Regions from separate parts of the Drosophila melanogaster genome. Here region 1 is linked to region 2. The links are chromatin contacts, called in public Hi-C maps. All regions are on one chromosome and are shown on one strand. Each heading gives the region's core, a stretch centred on a gene start, on an enhancer-like site or on the middle of the called end of the contact. The rest is flanking DNA. Distances are from core to core; before and after follow the strand shown.

What was found. A called contact is a pair of places that touch in the nucleus more often than the background predicts.
Region 1: a Hi-C map of the Kc167 cell line shows a contact between it and region 2, with 1.7 times the contacts expected there. The contact joins the promoter of r-l here to the promoter of CG18598 in region 2. A contact is called at or near these places in 1 of 107 Hi-C or Micro-C datasets (the Kc167 cell line) and 1 of 6 datasets of contacts at active chromatin or transcription factors (the Kc167 cell line).

What each region holds. Positions count from the first base shown.
Region 1 is chr3R:21,072,064-21,074,763 of dm6, reverse strand. r-l (rudimentary-like) reads left to right here and starts at 1,445. Exons shown (of 3, transcript NM_079703.3): 1 at 1,445-1,698; 2 at 1,759-2,275. The coding sequence starts at 1,546. It overlaps dmrt93B (doublesex-Mab related 93B), which reads right to left and starts at 757. Exons shown (of 3, transcript NM_079704.1): 1 at 503-757. The coding sequence starts at 757.
Region 2 is chr3R:18,249,694-18,252,393 of dm6, reverse strand. It overlaps CG18598, which reads right to left and starts at 1,279. Exons shown (of 2, transcript NM_142441.3): 1 at 1,116-1,279; 2 at 855-1,050. The coding sequence starts at 1,250. The coding sequence ends at 916. It overlaps 14-3-3epsilon (14-3-3epsilon,), which reads right to left. Exons shown (of 4, transcript NM_169798.3): 4 at 1,844-2,700. It overlaps CG12320, which reads left to right. Exons shown (of 1, transcript NM_001316550.1): 1 at 1-1,325. The coding sequence ends at 834.

The DNA.
Region 1 (2,700 bases), core at 196-2,695, 2.8 Mb before region 2:
TTATAATCGAAAGGCTTAAATTGGGTTTCAAAGTTATACCTAGTAAAAATCGATCACGGAATCCATTGCGAACAATACAACATGAAACACAATTACGTTTATGCTTATACATTTATACATTAATATCCTGAAGTTATTTTAGAAAACTTTTGGCTTTTGAGAATATTTGATATGTCATTTTAAGTAAATGCTAATAAAGGGAATATGTTTTTACAAGAAGAAATTTTCTAAAGGACTGGGAATAAAGTCTCCGAATGTTAGAGCAATATATCTGGTCTGGATGGTTTGGATGTCTATGGATGGATCTAACCAGGCAATTTTCTGTATTCGAATGCACCGAATTTTTAAAAAGCTATTTTTGGGATAGCGATTTTACCATCCAGGATAGATGACATTAAAGTTAGCAAGTGGGCAGTAATCATAAAATGAGGATAGTAATGTCAATGATTGCCAATTAAGCAGAAAGGATTGCTTGTCATCGTGCATATAAATCCTAACTTACCTGAGCGGCCATGATCCGCTGCCTCTCAAAGATCAGGACACACTTGGCGCACTTGCAGTTCTTGTAGGTGCAGAGCTTCTTGTGACCCCGCAGCTCTGAAATGATCCCATGGTTCCGGCAGCGGGCGCACTTGGGCACCCGATTGGTGACCTTGGCCGGTGTGGGTTCAACTATTTTGGTGGCCTTGGGATTAGCCACAAGACGAGGACGCTTATTAGCCACTTCATCAGCAGGTTCACCACTTGAACTGGCCATCGCAACGCAGGCGAGAAATGGATTGAGAGAAAACCGATTTTTCGACTAAGAAGTTGCCGCTTTTGGAGCACAAATTTGCGACTTATTTGGAGACCAGCGAAAAGAAACTAAATTTTGGAAACACGCGCCAAAGGATCTGGAATTGTTTCAATGAATGGCGCAAACTTTGTTGACTTACGCAGGCGCTTTGGCTTTCATTTTGCAATATGAGCTTACAGGACTGTCATTGGTGGTTGCAAAATGACTAGACTCCTCCCCTTGAAGTTGCAGTCAAGGGTTTGTGGGCGGAGCCAAAGCTTTCAGATTACAAATGCTAAGTAGTGAACAATACAGCAATGCAGCGGACAAAATATTGTATATAATCCATCCATTCATTTCCTTGAAATTTCTTAAGACTTCTCAGAAACTAAAGGTTATATATTTTATGAATTTGGGAAATATTTCACATGCAAAATAGTTTATTTCAAAACCTTAACACTTATGCTACTTTGTTACCCTATAACTAATAATAAACGTTTATTAATTCGAAGCCAATGTTGATAAAATCTACGACATTTATAATAATTTGAACTTCGATAAGTTTGGCGGCATAGCGAAGTTAACCACCCAGGCGGCGCAACCAGAACTTGTACCTTAATTAGGGTGTTCGAAATGTGCCCCAATGTCACAGCAGATACGTGCACACTGGCAGCATGTTTAAAAAGCGTAGACTCCCAATTGGACGGTTCTTATTGGAGCCTAGCTAGCACGTGTGTGAAGAATTAAGATCGAGATTTAGAATTGCCAGCATGGTTGCCCAGAACTCCGACAAAATGCGGGCCCTGGCCCTGAAGCTCTTCGAGATCAATGCCTTCAAGTTCGGCGACTTCAAGATGAAAGTGGGCATAAATTCGCCGGTCTACTTCGACCTCCGAGTGATCGTCAGTTATCCGGATGTGATGGTCAGTATTTGGGATTAGTGCTCCATGTCAATGGCAGTAGCTAACTTGGTCTTCCCGCAGCAAACCGTATCCGACCTGCTGGTGGAACACATCAAGGACAAGCAGCTGAGCGCCAAACACGTGTGCGGTGTTCCCTACACGGCGCTCCCGCTGGCCACCATTGTGTCCGTGCAGCAGGGAACTCCCATGCTGGTGCGGCGCAAGGAGGCCAAGGCGTACGGCACCAAGAAGCTGGTCGAGGGCATCTTCAATGCTGGCGACACCTGTCTGATTGTCGAGGACGTGGTCACCTCCGGCTCCAGCATCCTGGACACGGTGCGGGATCTGCAAGGCGAGGGCATTGTGGTCACCGACGCCGTGGTCGTCGTAGACCGTGAGCAGGGCGGAGTGGCCAACATCGCCAAGCACGGCGTGCGGATGCACTCGCTCTTCACGCTCTCCTTTCTGCTGAACACACTTCACGAGGCCGGGCGCATCGAGAAGTCCACAGTGGAGGCGGTGGCCAAGTACATCGCCGCCGTGCAAATCAACAGCGATGGTACCTTCGTCGGCGGCGATAAGGGCGACGTTGTCAGAGGTGCGTATGCTCCAGATCCCCGTGATATCTGCCAGATAGATAGATGCATAGATAGATAATAAGTACATGACACTCGGCCAGCACATGGCCTCGAACAAATTCAATTAGGGAGCGCTCCAGTCGCGCTACTATAAAGTTATACAACCGCCATAAACGGCGGTAGGCCGATCTGGATTCCACTATCGGACCGGATCATTCCCGGGAATGCGGCACGTGATTCTGATTCAGGGCAGTGTCCGGTCCGCACTCAATTATGCCACCACGCTTATCAGCCCACTCGAGAGCCAGCCTGCTCCTTCAATCAAGCCCATCTTCTATAAATAATCACATTTCGTTTATGGCGCTTTGATGAGATGTATGGGAACCGGTTTGCTTTTTGTTTCCACCTGTAAAGTCACAGTATTCTAATCTCATCATAATCATCG
Region 2 (2,700 bases), core at 30-2,529:
CGGAGGATTGCCGAACCGGAAGTGGAGCGAGACCGAATACGCAAAAACCTAGCCCAACTGGAGCGCGTGCTGGCGCCGTACGACTATCGTTACGTGGTCCAGTGGAAGGAACTCACCGGCAGCGTGACGGAGTCTTGCGTGGATCGCTGCCGTCCGACAGAAGGAACCATCCGTACGAACATCGAACTGCAATCCTGCCCGGACGCAGATCGGCCGCGAGGTGGAGCCGCTACTGTCAGCATAAGCCGCCGGAATGCTGCAGCTCGGATTCTCTTAGATGAGAGCGAACTCCTACCGGACCTTAAGCCCGTGGAAGGAACAGCTCCGCGCTTCACTACCGTACCCCTGCGTGTTCCACAAGATGCCCTGCCCGCTGATGTTTCCCGCCATGCCTTGGACTGCATCGATGCTGTTGACAAACTGCTCGAAGGCTTTGAAACGGCCGATGGACTCATTGAGGAACTGCAGCTGGCTTACGCATTTTTCCTAGTGGGCTACTCTGTGGAGTCTCTGGCCCACTGGCGCAAGCTTTTGGGCTTGCTGGCTCACTCGCAAACGGCGGTCACCAAGCACAAGTTAACGTACATGAAATACAGCGAGGTTTTGGCCCACCAGCTGCCCCATCTGCCCGAGGAGCTGATGGTGCCTGGTCCGCATAACACCGTCTACAAAGATGTACGCGAACTGCTGGTCAATCTGCATGCGGGCGGCTTAAGTGTCAGCGCTGAGCGGCTAACTAAGCGGCTGGAGAAAAAATTGGGATGGGAATTCGAGGGCCTGCTAGACGAGGATCCCGAGGACCAGCCTGTAGTCATCGAACTTCCGGAAGCCTAGGAGAAGGGCGCTACGCATGTGAAGTGTAATTCATATATTTGTAATACAATGGACTGAAACTGATCTATATTGATTTCTACTTTAACGCAGCGAATGCTGGGTGCGCAAGTAATTCCACAGATCCCGAGCCGTGCGGATGCTGACCATGAATTGGCACAACTTGGTCTCGATCAGGCAGAGAATCAAGAACTTGGCCCGCTTGTCCTTTAGCAGGGACTGCAAGGAGTATGGCATGGACATGGGTTTTCTGTAGCCATAAACGGCGCCACACCATCACTCACCTCCTCGTTGTTCTCGGGACCATTCTCCACCACCGTCCAGAGTTCCTCCGACTCCAGATACGCCCGCACCGTCATCGACCAGGCCTTGTAGTTGTCCAAACCTTTGAGCTTCTCAATTTGCAGCTGCAGTGCCATCTCCGAGACTCGAGCAACGTTTCGCAACTAAACCGCATTCGGGCCCTTTGCTGTTTCCTTACCTTCGCCTCTTCCAGCTGTTGTCCAGATTTTTAAATATAGATATCTTAGTATTTGTATCTGTATGCACACGGCTTTTCCATTGTGCACATCAGCAAACTGAAAACAATGGCCACTAGACCCACTTTTCGTGTTGCTTCTGGCCCAGCTATACATTCAGCTTAAGTGGACACTTCTGATTTGACGCAGAAGCGCTGTCGCTTTATGTGCCTGCCTGCTTGTATTTTCCGATGACCACAGAATTTAGTTTGACATATATTTCTTCTGAGCAGCAGCAGTGCGCCTTCTAAGCTCGCATCTTTTGGATGCATTGACAGGTACGAATCTTCATTTTCTGTGGCTAAGTCTTGGTTAATAATTAAAAACTGAATGTGGGATTGATCTCGATTCGAAGCTATGCTTGATTAGCAAATGATAATGATAGAAGAAAATGTGTTTGAAAATCTTTATTGAAAACTTCATTTAAAAACTATGTAAAATTTCTCTATCATACTGAACGCGTGAAATCAAGAAAGATGCATGATTGAAAGGATCACTTAAAATAAATCCGTCAAAATGTAAAACAAACTAGTTTTATTGTTATTTATGGTCGACTTCCAAAAAAAAAACTAATAAACTAATAGAGAAACTGCGTGCCGATAAGGAAAACATTCGGTTCCTTTCTATATTTTCAATCTTTCTATGATTGACTGTGACCATTTAAACAAGCCCATAAAAACACGAGCCCCAAACTCAATTAATAATAAATTGTGTTGCCCAATTGTTGTTTTGTTTTTATGATTTTTATTTGAAATGAATACGAATGTCAGTTTTAGCTGCTGGTTTCTTGTATTGCTGTTGTTGTTACGTTCAAGAATGTGGCTGTTGTTTTTGCTGCCTCGGCTGATTTATGCTTAATTAACTTTCTGCACGGGCCTTTTCTATTCAGCGACTGCAAAATATTAGTCTGCCTTCTTTCCTCATTTATTAAATTTATTAAAAAAAAAAAAAAACAACCAAAAGCGAAAAACAAAAACCATGCGAAAGAGCTGCGAATAAGCTCGTGCGAAAATTCTCCCGTAGCTTCTGCACAGCTCATCATTCTATTTTCCTTCGCTAATCACGCAAACACGCTACAGATAACTCTGCCGATGATGGTGTTGTTCTTGTGGAGAATCTTTGGGTTTACTTGACTTCGGGGGCTAAAAATCAATGTGGTTTTGGACTGTCTGTCGGGGAGTTTTGGAATCGGAATCTCTGGAGAGATGGTTAGTTGGGTGGTGGGGCGAAAAGTTCGAAATCTCTACAAATTACATAAGTGGTAGGCATAGAAAATATACAAGTATATATGTATACAATATATATATATATATATACGTATATATATGTACCGTTGTTTTGTTTTGTATTC